Regions from separate parts of the Mus musculus genome. Here regions 2 and 3 are each linked to region 1. The links are chromatin contacts, called in public HiChIP or PLAC-seq maps. All regions are on one chromosome and are shown on one strand. The core of a region is the stretch at or near the end of the contact, and the rest is flanking DNA. Distances in the headings are between cores, read along the strand shown.

What was found. HiChIP or PLAC-seq counts read pairs in DNA pulled down with a chosen protein or histone mark.
Region 2: an H3K4me3 HiChIP or PLAC-seq map of embryonic basal ganglia shows a contact between it and region 1, with 4 times the contacts expected there. The contact joins two enhancer-like sites. A contact is called at or near these places in 1 of 15 datasets of contacts at CTCF or cohesin (the NIH/3T3 cell line), 2 of 484 Hi-C or Micro-C datasets (cerebral cortex and embryonic fibroblasts) and 1 of 115 datasets of contacts at active chromatin or transcription factors (embryonic basal ganglia).
Region 3: an H3K4me3 HiChIP or PLAC-seq map of embryonic basal ganglia shows a contact between it and region 1, with 3 times the contacts expected there. The contact joins two enhancer-like sites. A contact is called at or near these places in 2 of 115 datasets of contacts at active chromatin or transcription factors (cardiomyocytes and embryonic basal ganglia).

What each region holds. Positions count from the first base shown.
Region 1 is chr14:24,730,167-24,735,248 of GRCm38.p6, reverse strand. The region is part of intron 1 of Gm31775 (a long non-coding RNA gene); the gene reads right to left. Among named protein-coding and RNA genes, the nearest start is that of Gm31838, 48 kb to the left of the region's middle. Within about 2 kb of position 3,103, at least 34 of the 459 cell types and tissues checked have an H3K27ac peak or open chromatin away from gene starts, as enhancers often do. A contact at or near this core is called in cerebral cortex and embryonic basal ganglia, where this site is marked.
Region 2 is chr14:25,547,706-25,552,787 of GRCm38.p6, reverse strand. All of the region lies in intron 3 of Zmiz1 (zinc finger, MIZ-type containing 1), which reads right to left. Among named protein-coding and RNA genes, the nearest start is that of Mir3075, 16 kb to the right of the region's middle. Within about 2 kb of position 2,752, at least 61 of the 459 cell types and tissues checked have an H3K27ac peak or open chromatin away from gene starts, as enhancers often do. A contact at or near this core is called in cerebral cortex and embryonic basal ganglia, where this site is marked.
Region 3 is chr14:25,394,230-25,399,311 of GRCm38.p6, reverse strand. All of the region lies in intron 1 of Zmiz1os1 (a long non-coding RNA gene), which reads left to right. Among named protein-coding and RNA genes, the nearest start is that of Gm32645, 5.0 kb to the left of the region's middle. Within about 2 kb of position 1,946, at least 118 of the 459 cell types and tissues checked have an H3K27ac peak or open chromatin away from gene starts, as enhancers often do. A contact at or near this core is called in embryonic basal ganglia, where this site is marked.

The sequences.
Region 1 (5,082 bases), core at 1,854-4,353:
TGAAAAGTCTCTGCCCTGCACTAGTCACCAAGTCTGTGCCATTTTGTTATAGCAGCAGAAAGACAGAGCTCAAGGTCACAATGCAAGCCATAAAGGCAGATAGACCACACCTCCCCATCCTAGGATGTCACTGGGAAGCTGGGGCACTGTGCAGGGGACTTAGCAGCTCTCAAAGTAGAGTTAGCTTTCTCATCCATGAGATGAACCCCACAGTGTGATTGGAGGATGACATTAGGTGACCCACACCAGTCTCTTAGATTGCTCTGATGGTCAATACTGTCACATTGACAGGATCTAAAATCATCTAGGGGGCAATCTTATGACCACACCTGTGAGCAATAATCTAGATTAATGTAACGGAGTTGGGAAGACTCACCTTAACTGAGGCAGTACCACAGAGGGTAGCTGGAATCCTGGGTAGAATCAAGGCGAAACCAAGCTAAACACCAGCATCCATTCATTGCTTTCTGATTCTGGACAATCAACAATGATGCAATGACATCAACCACCCACACCCCCTCCCCCGACTGCTAGGATGGACTACGTTCCCTAGAACCATGAGCCAAAATCAGCCCCTCTTTCTTTAAGTTGTCTTTTCCAGGTGTTTTGTCATGACAATCAGGGAAGTAACTCATGTACCTGGTCACAAAAAGAGATTTCCCTTCCCCTCACCTGCCTGTTTCCATACACACCAACATCATTCTGGGTCCAGCGTCTCATCCAGTGTTTGTTCGCAGTGACCCAGGAACTGGGAACAAGGCCCAGTTTCCCTTCACAATGGACAGACCAAGCTGCTATAGCAGGATATCTGGAAAGCAGGTGTCCAGCTCATCCTGACCTGTTGATGAAGGTCAAGTAAGGCAGGACACTGCCATGCAAAGGCAGCCACAAATCCAAGCAGCAGTGACCCATCATAGCTACGTTCCCATCACATGTTCTGTTTCCATGACCTTGCCCTCTTCCTTCAACCTGTGAAACCTTCCAACACATCCAACAACCTCAGTGGCTCTCAGCAAGAAGATCCCTAGCACTTAGGTGTGGCTGAGTTCCACCAACACAAATAGATGGCCTGCAAGAGACACAGGGGGCCTGAAGAGCCTGCTTTGTTTGCATCTCTTGGGCCAACAGGCAGTGGAAACAATAACAAAAATAATGACAGGAAAACTTCCCTGGAACTTCCTGGTGGACCAAGAATGCCACAGGAAACAGCACATTCAATCTCACATTGACTGTGCGAGATGGGTAGTGTTACTATTAGGCCCATTTTACAAGAGAGGAACTTGAGGCTCAGAAAAGTGATGTAAGCTGTCCAAGGTCACACAGTAAATAAGTGCTTTGGGTCATCTGGTTTGAAAGTCCATGTTCCAAACCTTGAACAACTTCATGGAGTCATGCTATAAAGAAGTGGCTGGAAGCCAGAATCTGGGAGGTGAGGGTTGCCAAGACCACCTAGAAAGTGAGCCGTTCATGACAGTGCTACCTTAGAATCCCCCCAGAAGAGGAAAAGTGGAGGTTGGAGCTGTGCAGGATACCCCGGATTGTTTTCATCGTCTCAGATTGCTTGCTGTTGCAGCAAAGCATTACACTAAGAGGGCCTGTGCCTTACACAGGGAGGAAGCCATGGGGTATCCACACCAAGTCCTGTAGCCAGGCTTGGAAGGGTGGCTGCAAAGGGCCCTTACTCCACCCACGAGCTAGGATGAGTCACCATAAGCTGTAAGAAGATCTCAGCACTGGGCCAGCCAGGACCAAAACAGATGACTGTCCCAGTCCTAATTATGGGCTCTAACGAGAAAACGGCAAAATGGTATCCATCTTGTTCAGTTTTTGTCTCTAGACGTGGGCTGACAGGCTGGTGCAGCGTAAGTAGACTGAGAGAAGGGAGAACAGTTGAGAACACTTGCTTGCCTTTGCCAAGGACCCAGGCTTGGTTCCCAGCCCATACATCAGTGGCTCACAACCTCCTGTAACTCCAGCTCCAGGGGATCCAACACCCTCTCCTGACCTCCACAGACACCTGCTTGCATGTAACACGCATACATGCAACCAGACACACATGCATACACATGAAATAAAATAAGTCATTTTTTAAACGAGTGAACAAAGTGGATGGGAAGAAGCCAGTGTCTCTCAGCTTTGACACTGTTGGGTTTAGGGGTGAATAACTACGAGCTGTAGGGGTGTCCTGGGTGGCAACATCTGGGTCTCTGAGGCCCTCCAGATGCAAATGTTCATCTTCTATGCTATCACATCCAAAATTGCCCCCAGGACCCTCTCTCACATGTAAAACAAAATCCTAAGCTTATGTCACTAACTGAAAGAGGAACCCCAATATTTATCTATATGTCCAGTGGGCAGGGGTTGTCCCAGCACCAGAAGCTCGGAAGGGCAGAAAGGATGCTGAGCAGCTTCGGAGCTCTGTGATGAGAGGGGAGAATGGAGTTGGCGTTGGGTTGGCCTGGTGGTGGTGGTGGTGTTGGAGTAACGTTAACAGCAGACCACAGACCACAGGGCAGGCATGACTGAGAAGGTGAGAGGAGATTCAGACCAGACACCAGCCAGGGACAAAATAAAATAAAATAAAAGCCCAAGGCTCGGTAGATTGAACAACAGAAATCCCCATGCAGTTCTTGGATTCTTTGACAGGTGGCCTTGCAAAGCTGCCCCCTCTCTCAGCTTTGAGGCCAGCTCCGTGAAGTGTATTCTCCCACCCAGGAGGGCTGTGGATCAAGGTGGTCTTAGCAGATCTTCTCGGATGAATTAGCTGGTGACATTGAAGCTATAAATCAGCTTTCTTATTATCACACACACACACACACACACACACACACACACACACGTGTGTGTGTGTGCACTTCCCTACACTGATTTGTTTGTTTCTGAAAAATCCTTTCCACCCACACTGAGCTGGGATTACAAGAGATAGGACTGACTCAGCCATTTCCCTGTCTCTAGCATAAAAAGCTCTAAAAAGAATAATTTAAGCTTCTCTGGAGTGAGGTCATTTAATGAATCTTCTCAATGCTAAGAGGTTTTATATGCCTTTTTAAAAACCCTCCCCCAAGCACAGGGCTATGATATTACCTTGGAGAGCCAAGAGATGGAGTGATACACGTATGCACAGCACACTGGGAGGAAGGAGGTGGTTTCCTTGGCAACAACATCCATGTTCTGGCTTCCCTTGGCTAAATTGGAATATATTGAAATATCTGCTTTGGGCGCCCCTCTCCCTCTCTCTCTCGAAGGGAAATGAGTGGTTTTCCTATTCCATAAGCCTGCAGCTGGGGAGAGATGTTCTGTGAGTTTGATGCATCTGAATGGGGCTAAGCAGCCTGAAGGCTGGCAAAAGTCCTCAGCTTGGCTTTGCAAAACCCAAGCCATACTTCTTTGAGCCAAGGGGAGAAGAAAAAAGAAGCAAAGGAGGCCTTACCCTTCTAGTCCAGACGAAAGCCTTACCCTTCTGGTCCATCTTAGGCTGCCTGCATACCTGCCTCTCTGGTGTGTTTCTGGGCAAACCCAACTTTACAGCCTCCAAAATCTGTGTACTATGTCTGCAATGGACAGAGGCTGGAAGGAAAACAGTGGTCTTCAGATCAGATCTGTTCACATCCTTGCCATAGGAACACAGCTACATACCCAAAGCAGGGTACCCACACAGAGAGGATGATAGTGTCATGTCTGTGGACTTGAGTCTTCGGCCTGACTTAGCATAAGTTCTGTGAACTCTATAACCTCAGTTCCTTTTCTGTAAGGTAGATGCAGGCATTCTTCCTCCAAGGGTCAGATAAGGTGAGCTGTACAATCCCTGGCCCCTTGGAGACATTTCATTCTGTTTTCTTCCTCGTGTCAAGAAGTAAACAACATTCTATATCTTTCCAATAAGGGAGATTTACCAGAAGGAAGAGAGTGTCTTGGAGAGCAGGAGAAACTTCACCCCAAGAGCCCACGTCTCTTTATTTGCATAGCTTTGTTCATAGGGTGCTATTATAGAGCTCAGATGGCCAGACTGGGAAGAGTTTGAATAGAACAGAGAACAGATTCAGGTATAACTTGAGAGCCAGCCACCAGCCTCAGAGGGAGGGGGACAGGACAGGACAGGGCCAGACAGGAGAATGGATAGGAACATTAGCCTTCAGCAGGGCCAAGGAGGACTAACAATTAGAAGTCAAAGTTTGTCGAGGAGGCCAGCTGTGTGTCCCTGGGACATGGCCTAGAACATGGTTTGTTCTCTCCAAGACTCAGGTTGAATATTTTTAAATTTTTAATTGCAACTATTTTGTATGGGAGGTGATGATATGTGTCAGGGTGGGGTGTGGGTAGGGGTGGGTGTACATGCCAGAGTATGTGTGTGGAGGTCAGAGGACAATATTAGAAAAGTAGTTCTCTCCTTCCATCATGGTCAACTCAGGTCATAAGTCTTGGCAGCAAGTACCTTTACCCAACGAGCCATCTTGCTTGCTCCAAGACATTAGAATTTGATTGTCATCACAGCAGTATTACCTACTTTTCACTCCCAGGACAATCTTCCTAGAGCCTCTGTTAAAATTGATTCAAACATACCAGGACCCAGGATTCCTACATGAAATCCAGATTCCAAAATTAGTCCTAGAGAGGTTGTGGATAGGACTTCATCTCAGTTCGTTTCCCAATATGAGTATATAAAAGCTTGGAGGAAAATTCTCTGAGCTGTGTTTGTGGTCTGCAGAGTAACCACCCTTTCCTCCAGTCAGAGGGTGGCAATGTGGAAAGATGTATGGATCGGCAGCAGCTTGTGAAGTCCTACCACCCGTGTGTTGGTAGTTTCTAATTCTGTGTCCTTTGGCCATCTGTGAAAAACAGATTTGCTACATAGCAGAAGCTCCAAGCAATGGTTCTCAACCTGTGTGCCATGACCCCTTAGGAGGTCTGTATTAGTCAGGGTTCTCTAGAGTCACAGAACTTATAGATAGTCTATATATAGCAAGGGAATTTGTTATGATGACTTATAGTATGTAGTTCAACTCCCCAACAATGATCAGCTGTGAATGGGAAGTCCAAGAATCTACTAGTTGCTCAGTCCCATGAGGCTAGTTATTTCAGCTG
Region 2 (5,082 bases), core at 1,503-4,002, 820 kb before region 1:
GTGTGTGTGTGTGTGTGTGTGACTGCACTGGCTGGCCTGAAACTTTGCCAAGTAGGCTAGGCTACCTGGTGAGTGAGGGCCAGGGATCTGCCTGTCTCTGCTCATCCCAGCACACCTGGGATTACAAATAAGTACCGCTGTGTCTGGCTCCTTAGGTGGGTTCCTGGGATCTGAACTCAGGTCCTCGGGCCTGCAAGGGCTCCACAGACTGAGTCACTTTCCAGCCAGTGCTCTGTCTTTTTTGAATCTGGAAAATCTGAACCCAGGTTTGTCCTCAGACTCATTGAGAGGATTAAATCGTGAGAGTAAAGAGAGGCTCTGACCTTGACGAGAGGCAGGAATACACACACACACACACACACACACACACACACACACACACACACACATATACACTCAGAGACACATAGAGAAAGAGAGACAGACAGAGACAGACACACACACACACACACACACACAAACACATATACACTCAGAGACACAGACAGACAGACAGACAGACAGACACACACACACAGAGACACATAGAGAAAGAGAGACAGACACACACACACACAAACACATATACACACAGAGACACAGACAGACAGACAGACACACAGACACATAAAGAGAGACAGACAGACAGACACACACACAGAAACACATAGAGAAAGAGAGACACAGACAGACACAGACAGACACACACACACACACACACACACACACACACACACACACACACACACACAGATCCCAGTCAAGTGGCAGGAATCCCCAGCCAGGCCCAAACAGCCCCACTCCCTCCCCTCTTCCTGTGAGGTGTCTCTCTCTGGCACTACACCAGGTTTCTGGCTCCTCCTCTCCAAGACGCCCTAAACCCCAAACCTATAATCCCCAGCTGGGAAAATGACAGGCTTGCCCGGCAGCTGCCCTCCAAAGACCTGTGGGTGTGGAGCCAGGCTGTAGCCCTGGTGGTGACTAGGAGGAGGGCCCAGGATACACAGCCCCATGGAATCATGGGAGGTCAGGAGCTGGGGAAGATGCCATGGGGGAATGAGGGCCTGTGGGTGTGGAGAGGACAGGTGATGGACGATGGTCAGAGAGGGTCAGCAAACTCTTCCCACCCTTGATCTGACGTTAGGGGGAGTAGCTCAGGCCTCAGACTTGGGGCAAGGTGGCCGACCCCTGGGGCAAAGCTAAGTGCACTGAATTCTAGCCTGTCCCCGGGGTCCCTTAGATGGGCTCCAGAGCCTGTATTTGGGAACAGCCTCTGGGATAGATCTACAGCTTGCTTGGGAACCATGAGTGGCCTCTGGGCAGCCTTTCCCTTCTGCATATTCCACAAGAGTGGGGCAACTCCAGGCCATCCACCCCCTCACGGCTCATCTCCTCAGAAGTAACATGACCATTTGTGGATGGAACCACAGAACTGTCCCATCCCCACCACCCCAATCCCTGACTAGGGCTCAGAGTAAAAAATTCAGGCCTAGATCACTCACAATGGTTCTTCCCCACCAGGAAAGGCCACCCAAAAGCCCACAACTTGCTGCTGTTGGTTCTATCTCCTGCCACCAGGACTGGTAAGAAAGCTGTCACAGGCCCTAGAGGAGGCTGGCACTGGACCCAAGACCATGGGATCTTCTGTCCAATCACAATGGCTACCAAGTGCCTAGCTTGGAGAAATGATGTTCCCTATCAGGCTGTATTGTCCTGACCTCCCATGCCTCCTCCCCCCAAACACATGGACATGTGCAGTGGTCCTAGATGAGTCGCAAGCCTCAGTTTCTCACTAAAGTTGACATGGTAGAAGGGCAGGTAAATCAAGGCCATAGGTAGGGAAGAGCCCATTATGGGCGTCAGGATGCTTGGCTCAGGCAGGGTAAGAGTCAGGAAATGGATTAGTTCAGGGCTGCACCTGAGAAGCCTCCACAATGCCACCATCACCTGCCTTAACCTGGAGAGCCAGCATCCCAGGACAGAAACTTGGAGCTGTGTGAGCATTTTCATAACCTATCCCCGGAACTCAAGTGTACCCTGGTACTTCTTTCAGTCATGTATCCAGGAGGCTAGTGGAGCTCCTGGGCTGGTCTCTGTTGGAAAGTGGGCCCAGTGAATGGCTCTGGGTGTGAGCCTGCCACCACCCTGGCACCCTTCCATGAAAGGGATAAATAGGAAAGAAAGAGGGGCAAGTTAGGGAAGGATGCTGCTGCTTTCATGATCCTTGCTGCCTCTCCTCATGCAAGATTGCTGATTGGAAGCCAGGGGCCTCAGAAGAAGGCGGGTGGTAGAAATGACAATTGTTCCCGTGGCCTACCCACCCGATGTGCCTGCTCACCCGCTGCCCGGTCCCCACTTGCTTCGGTCTCACCAACCCCTTCCCTGCCCCCTTGCTGGCCTGAGATGGCTGTTGCCATAGCAACCCTGCTCATTCAATCCGAGGATAATGAAGCCAATGTGTTTTTCATTCCCATGAGCTAGACTGCAGGAGCAGCGTGGTGGTGGTGGTGATGTGTGTGTGTGTGTGTGTGTGTGTGTGTGTGTGTGTGTGTGTGTGTGTGTGTGTGTATGTGTGTGTGTGTGTGTTGGGGGTTTCCCTCTTGCCCCTCCTTCCTGTCTGGGGAAGAGACAGCAGGTGGAGCCTGACTAGCAGAGGGTCAGACACGGGCTTGTGAGAAAGAGATAAACCTTGAAGCCACCAAGTTCTTAGTCTACCATGGCAAGCACAGGCTGGGCAGTGCCAGCTGGAATGGCAAGTCCTTCTTGCCAACAGTCAGATCAGAAGTGGCTCAATGCCACAAAGAGTGAGTAGGATACAGGACCTGGGCAGAACAGGGCTCTACTTCTAGCTTGTGTCTCTGGTCTCTCTTTGGTACAATCAAGTTCCCCTAGTTCTTTTTGAGTTCTACCTCATTGCCTAACCATCTATAGGACCCAGGGGTCCGGAATCCCTTGCTTCTACAAACACACAGCCAAGGCTGGCAAGCCATACAGACCTGTTATCCATGCACTCAGACACTGAGACAATAGGACAGCTAAGAGCTGCAGGCTATCCTGGGTTACATACTGCCTCCAAGTCCAGATTGATTTGCATAACAAGACTGTCTTTAAGAAAAATAACTGGGCTGGAGAGATGGCTCAGAGGTTAAGAGTACTGACTGCTCTTCCAGAGGTCCTGAGTTCAAATCCCAGCAACCACATGGGAGCTCACAACCATCTGTAATGGGATCTGATGCTTTCTTCTGGCGTGTCTGAAGGCAGCGACGGTGTACTTGTAAGTGTACTTGTAACTACTTATACTTGTGTACGACGGTGTACTTGTAAGTAAGGTATACTTACATACATGAAATAAATAAATCTTTAAAAAAAAAGAAAGAAAAGAAAATAACTAACAGCAAATAAGTAAAGCCTGCCGACCTGTCAAAATAATTCTGACCTGTTGCTACCAATGACTATCTCTTTAGGTTGCTGTTGGGGGCAGGGGTGGTGGTAGCTGCACGCAGTAGGCTCTTTATAAATGTGTATCTCCCTTCTCTTCTTCCTCCATGTATCTCTGATCTCCAGCTCAGTGACAGCATCGTTTAGGAAGTGTTCCATAATGAGGCAGAAGTCGGCTGCTCTGACCATCTTGCCTTCTGCTAGCTCTGGGCATGCCTTTCCTTCCGGAAGGGAAACTGAGGCCTGAGCAGGGGTGGCCTGGCCAGCAGGCAGGGCTGTCTAAATGGAGTGGAGACACACTGGGGCCTCATGGCTCACAGTGGCCACCCTACCAGTCTCCCCAGTCTTCTCCCAGGCAGGAAGCCAAAAGGACTCCTGCAGAGCCTGGCCTGCCTCTCCCATAAGTCAATCACCTGGGAGGCCAGTGGCCCTCTGCCTCGCCAGGCTGACAGATGACGGGGAGGGAGAGGAAGCTTGCCAGGCAGCCAGTGGGGGTGGGAAGGCCAAGGTGGAAAAAATCAGAGCAGGGTTTGAAAGATGAAGAAATAAACCTGCCAGGAGGGAGACAGCCTCAATCTGTCCTCCATAAAGCTGTCTCAGGGCCACCAAGGACGTCGGCGGATGGAGGGGACCGGAGATAGCTCCTCCTGGAACCTCTGCTGCCCCCACAGCCCAGCTGGCCTCCAGATCTGACTTGGTGAGGGTTCCAAAGAGGGACCTGGCTGGGTTTCTGGGGCATAGCGGGTGACAGGAGGGGAAGGTGGGGGCCTGAGGCCTTTTTTATTTTTTTTTGGCTTTCCTAACCATTTGCACACAGATACAGAAGGCACTCGATACTGACATCTGGACCAAGTGAATGGAGGAAGGCATTGTCATGTTTGCAGTTAACAGAAAGAGCTTGGGCACAGCTGAGTTGGCTTCAGGGTGAACCACAGGCAACCTATGTCAAACTACAAAACTGAGCCTCTTGGTACCTAGCTCCCAGGCCCATGTAAATCCACCTTCTCTAGAAGCTTCCTTGTAGGGTGGGCACCTCCTCATGGCATCCTTGGTAGCACCCATCCTAGCAAGTGTGGGCAGGAGAAAACTAACTGTCACGTACTCTCATTCTCTCCTTGGGGCCATGAAGAACCCTGGTTTTTAAAAACAGTGACCCTCAAAATCTGCTCATGACGTACGATCAACAGATGAAAGGATCTTAGGAAGTGACAAGGCGGGGTAGGGGGTGGGGGGGAGGCGGGGAGCCCAGTGCAAGGCAAGAAGGAACCCTTGGGCAGAGTCAGGGCAGTTCTGTTTTTCTCCTTCCACTTCTGTGACTGTCAGGCTGGCCACAAGTAACACGCGTTACTAAGGAAAACAGGACATTATTAAAATCGGCAACGAAGATGTGGCTCCCACTAAATGCTGCTGCCTTCCTGAGTTTATGGCACAAACTCAAAGAAACCCAGGTTGCATCAGACAGTGAACACCACTCAGAATCTTTCTCTGAGACCCGCAGTCCCAGAAGAAGACTGTGTCAGCCTTGTCTTTACTGTGTGACACTGGTCATGCTCTGTCCTTCTCTGTGTGCCGATGTGCTTCCTGAACTTGCCTTCTCACTTCACAGGCTGTGCATGAAGACAAAGGGGTCTTGACAGATTATATCTAAAGTGCAAGTAAGGCTCA
Region 3 (5,082 bases), core at 697-3,196, 670 kb before region 1:
TGTGAGTAACTTGGAAGGGTCTAAATGCAGAGCCCCACTTGAGGACAGAAAGAGGCCCAAGTGTGCTTCCTGAATGCACAACATGTGTGACCCAAGGCCTGTCCTTGCCTCCCCAACACCCCCCCCACACACACACACACATACACACACACAGCATCTTAGGCAGGGAGCTTTCCAGTCTTCCATGTGCTTTCTGCCTCTGCTCTCGGGACAGATGAAGATACTCCAGGAACAAGGGACCAAGTGGGATCTGGCCTACCTGTCCCTACCTGCCCCTCACCTGGGGACTGGCGCTGCTCTGTTTCCTCTTGGCCTTGATTTCAGCCTTTGAATTCTCTACCAGATAGATGACAGTTGCCACTAACCGGGATGGAAGCCAGTGCAGTTGGGGATGGCAGGGGGACGACATCTTTGCAAGTGTTCTCCGGTCACATGGACCTGGGCTAGGTTGGGCAGTGTGACCTTACACAGCTCATTTCTTATTTTGGGACCTTTCTCCCTTCCATTTGCAAAAAAATATCCTCAGGAAGAAATGAGAAGGGCCCAAGCTGTTCTAGCACCTAGAAAAGGTGTCACACACAGTAAGTGGCTCTTGCTGTCCTCCCCTGGACACTGAGCTGGTTATAACAGGCTTAGTGTCTTTTCCAAAGGGGTAGGTGAAAAAATTCTCATGTTAGAGGTGCTGGCTAGGTGTCTCTCCCTTGCAGCTAGCTAGCCCTGTCAACCTGGAGTCCTATTCTTTAGGCCGAATGTCAGGCTTTGAGTCCCAGGTTCATCTCTGTGTGTTTATGAAAGGGGGCTTGCTCCCTGAAGGCAAGTGGTTTCCACCTTTCTCCATGATCTTCATGGGTGCCTGGCACAACCTCAAATTTAGTGGCAAAGAAGGACTGGTGTGTTGTATACAAATGCCCTGAGCAGGGAGCTAGAGTTTGTTCCCATGATCCTCTTGGTGATAAGGAAACTGAGGCACGGGAGGAGGGGCTGTGTGGGGTAGATAGGAGATTCAGTGGGCAGGAATAGGAAAGGCTGGCTTGGAACCTGGGCCAGAGAGGAAGCAGGGACCCAAGGGGAGGAGGGACCAGCCTGCAGTGAAAGACTGGACAGTAGAGGAGAGGGCTGGGGTGAGTGGGGATCCCCAGGCCGAGGCTAACAGCATCTGGTGGCCTGGGAGTGCAAGCGAACCCACATTTGATGTGGTGTGACAGTTTCTGAGTGTCTGGGATGATCCAGGCTCCCTGCTCAGCACTCATTCATTCCATAGTCACCCCCAGCCCCCACCCTGTGCTCGGTTGCTGGTGTTGCCAGGCAGGCTGCTGCCTAGCGCTGTTCTTTGGTCATCTGGGGCCAGGGCCCTGGGATAAGACTCAGTCCCACAGGCACAGCATGCCTCAAGGCTGCAGGTGGCCTTTGTGGCCTCTGTGCCCTGGCTTTGTTTTCCCCAAGTGGCTACACAGAGGGAGGAGGGAGGCTGGGCGGCCTTTGCATGTGGCAGCAAATTTGGGCCATTGATTTCCATTTATTTCCTGCTCAAATGATCCAGGCCGGCTGCTGCTGGGGGTGGGGGTGGAGGGGGGTGCTCTTTAGCATTTTAAGTTTGCAGATAATTGGAGGAAAATAACTCCAATAATGAAATCTCTGCTGGATCACATTCTGATACGTGACAAATCAATTCATTTATGATACCTTCTTTGTCACACTGAGCCATTCTGGCGCTCAGTGGAAACCTCCTAAATTAATAAAACTGTTAAATCCATGAAACCCTCCGTTCTGAGCTGCACATCGCAGCACAAGTTTGAATCATTAAGGGAATAAAACTGATAAATGTGAGTGGGGGAGTGCCTTTGTCTGGAGAGGGGCCGGCTTTCAGGGCAGATAATTGTCTTCAGGGCCCATACAGCCTCACTGGGGTAGCAGGGGGCGGGGCGGGGGTGGGGCCAGGCACACTTTGAGGGTGGAAACCAGTCTTGACCTTACCAGCGTCTGGAACAGGCTGCTTCAGTAGTGAATTGTGTAGCTTCAAGCTTTTTAAAAGAAAGTATGATTTAATAGCAAAGAGAGAATATAAAGCCCTTATTGAACTCTGTCAAATTTGACTTGGCTTGGCAGGGGATTTTTTTCCAAAATGACTACGCTTGTCAGATCCCAAACTGTTCAGGGAGGCGTGGTTTAATAAATAGGGCGGAGGTGGGTGGGGCTGAGCTCAGGCAGGCTGAGTGGCCTCTTAGCTAATCTTCTTGTTAGCTGCACGTCCCTGAGCAGGCTGCTGGGCATCTCTGGGCTTCTGTTTTCTCAACTGTGACTTGGGAGCTGGGAGGAGGACCCTACAGCGATGAGTGTATAAGATGTACAGGAAAGTGCAGTGTAAACTGTCACGTGCGAGGCAGGGGTCAGTGAATGGTGTTTTCTGTGAATGGTCCCTGGAAGTTAAGGGATTCTGCAGTTCTTGACACACCAGGATAGATTGCTGTTGCTGTTGTTGTTGTTGGGTTAGATGTAGGTGTTACATGATTGTGATGGGATCTGCTGTGTGCTTCTGTGCAATATCCTACACTGATGTCTATTCCTTCGCATGTACACAGAACTAGCAGAGTCCTTGTATCCCAGCATCCCTCATTTAGTGTGGCTTGGCTCTCAAGCAGGGAGCAAGGAGGCCTGCACCCAAGATGCCAGCAGAGGCACCTCATTTCCTGCCCAGACAACCCAGTTCACAGATGCTTAAAGGACTGGGCCAGGAAGGGCAGGTGGGAACCCTTGGCCCTAAGCGACTGCTTTGCTTACCTCTTACTGCAACAAATCTGGAAATTTCCTGAAGACACCTGAGCCTTCCTCTACTTTAACTTCCTCTAGAGTCCTCTTTAACCGAGATCCCTGGAATGGTTGGAGTAGCCAGCCCCATCCTTGTCACTTGTGGGTTGTGAACCTACAACCCGAGAAACCTTTTGTGTTGTACAACACTCATTTATATGTTATGCGTGCATAATTGAACAAAATTTAAGGAGACTGCACTTGTCTTCAGTTCAGGAAATGCATGTGAGTCTACTCTATTTTAATCTTCTAGCTTTTATTCTACTCTAGTCTCTCTCTGTGTCTCTGTCTCTGTCTCTCTCTCTGTATAGTGATGTGCGCATGTGCATGCTTGAATGTGTGTATGTTTCTGTGCACATGCACATGAGGACTGACGTTAGCATTTATGGGCTTCCTTGATTGTTCCCTACTTTATATATTGGCACTGGGTCTCTCACTTAATCCAAAGTTCTTCAGTTCCAACTGGTCTAGTTAGCCTTGTCCTGAGGAACCCCCTGCCCGATCTCTGCCTCCTGAGTGGCAGGATTACAGATGGCTACCATGCTTGCTTGGCTATTATGTGGGTTTGGGGGATGCAAACTCTAGTCCTTATGTTTGCATGGTTAGCTTTTATCCACTGAGCCATTTTTATTTATTTTTAAATATGTAATTATGTGTGTGTGTGTGTGTGTGTGTGTGTGTGTGTGTGTGTGTGTGTGTGTGTGTGACATTCAAGTAGGAGCCTTTGGCGGTCAGAAGAGTTTTGGATCCCCAGGAACTGGAGCTACAAATGGTTGTGGGCCACCATGTGGGTGCTGGGAACCCAATGTCTGTCCTCTGTTAGCGTAATAAATGCTTTTAACCACTGCACTGTCTTTCCAGCTCCTGTTCTTGGTCTTTAAAATGATGCCTTGGTCCACTAAATTATCTATCTGTGCTACTAGTGGATGTGACCCACAGTTTAGAGAATTTGGATCTGGCCCGCTGCTCACCTTTTTGACAAGGGACTTGAGCATGAGTGCCATCCAGCCCAGCCATGTTACTGTATGGGCTGTGCCTGCCCGACTCCTGAAGGCATATGCCCCTCACTGCTGTAGTTGTCTGGTAACCCTGAGTTCTCTCACAGCCTTCCCACTGGTCACTCTGTGTAGGACCCAGGACCTATAGATGGAGATGGACTGTCACCATCAGCTCCACTCTACCTTCTTGAACAAAGGATGGAAGTGACAAGGTGGCTCAGCTACCCTCTCTGCTTCAGAGAGATCAGAGAAGGTGGGGGCAGGGAGCCCATGTCCCCGATATAATGAGCCGCGTGGCCACAAACCTGACAAGTCTTTGCTCTGCAGCATCAGGAATCCCTGGCAGCCACCAACACAAGCGCTAATTGCCAGCTTGGGCAAGGACGGCAGCCCTGACATCCATATCAATTATGGCCACTGGCCATGCCTGGGAGACAAAGGTCTCAGAGGCTGTCAGGCTCCAGTGTCAGAGCTCTGTCTGCCAAAGAAGACACAGAGACAATAGCCACCTATCACTACTCACTGCCTTGGCAGGCTGTGCCTGGGTGGGGTAGAGCCGAGCCTGACAGGTGAGGGGCCAAAGCAAGACAGCCAGGCTGTCTTACTGCTTGGACACGATGCTTCTCACACGAGTATGTGTGTGTGTGTGTGTGTGTGTGTGTGTGTGAACTCATGGGGGGCGGGGGAAATTGCTGGTTCAACTTTTGATTCATTCTGGTGAAAGTTTCCTGTGGGGAAATGGAAATGAACTTGGAAACATCCCCACTGGTGTTATCTACTTCCTCTTCCTCTTCTTCCTCCTCCTCCTCCTTCTCAGATTTATTTATTTTATGTTTATGACTGCTGTATTTGCATGTATACCTGCATGCCAATAGTGGGCATCAGATCCCATTACAGATGGTTGTGAGCCACCATGTGGTTGCTGGGAATTGAACTCAGGACCTCTGGAAGAGCAGCCAGTGCTCTTAACCATCTCTCCAGCCTCTTCTCCCTCATTAGTGATTTTTATGCTGAGAGCTGTGTGGAGGGGACAGAGGCCTAGTGGTGGCTTTTAGGACCGCTGGCCATGGTCCTGCACAGTGCGTTTGCTAACTCAGGTTGGGGTGAACTTTGAGTATTGGGACTCCAGTGTTGAAGAGCATCCAAATAACTTGGAAAGATGTTGGTCACCCTTGTCTGTTTCTGATTAGTGTCCCTGGGGTGGGGTGTAAGCAAGCCCTTACTAAGCACCCAGGTCTGGCCTTAGGCCATGGTTCTCAGCCTGTAGGTTGTGACCTCT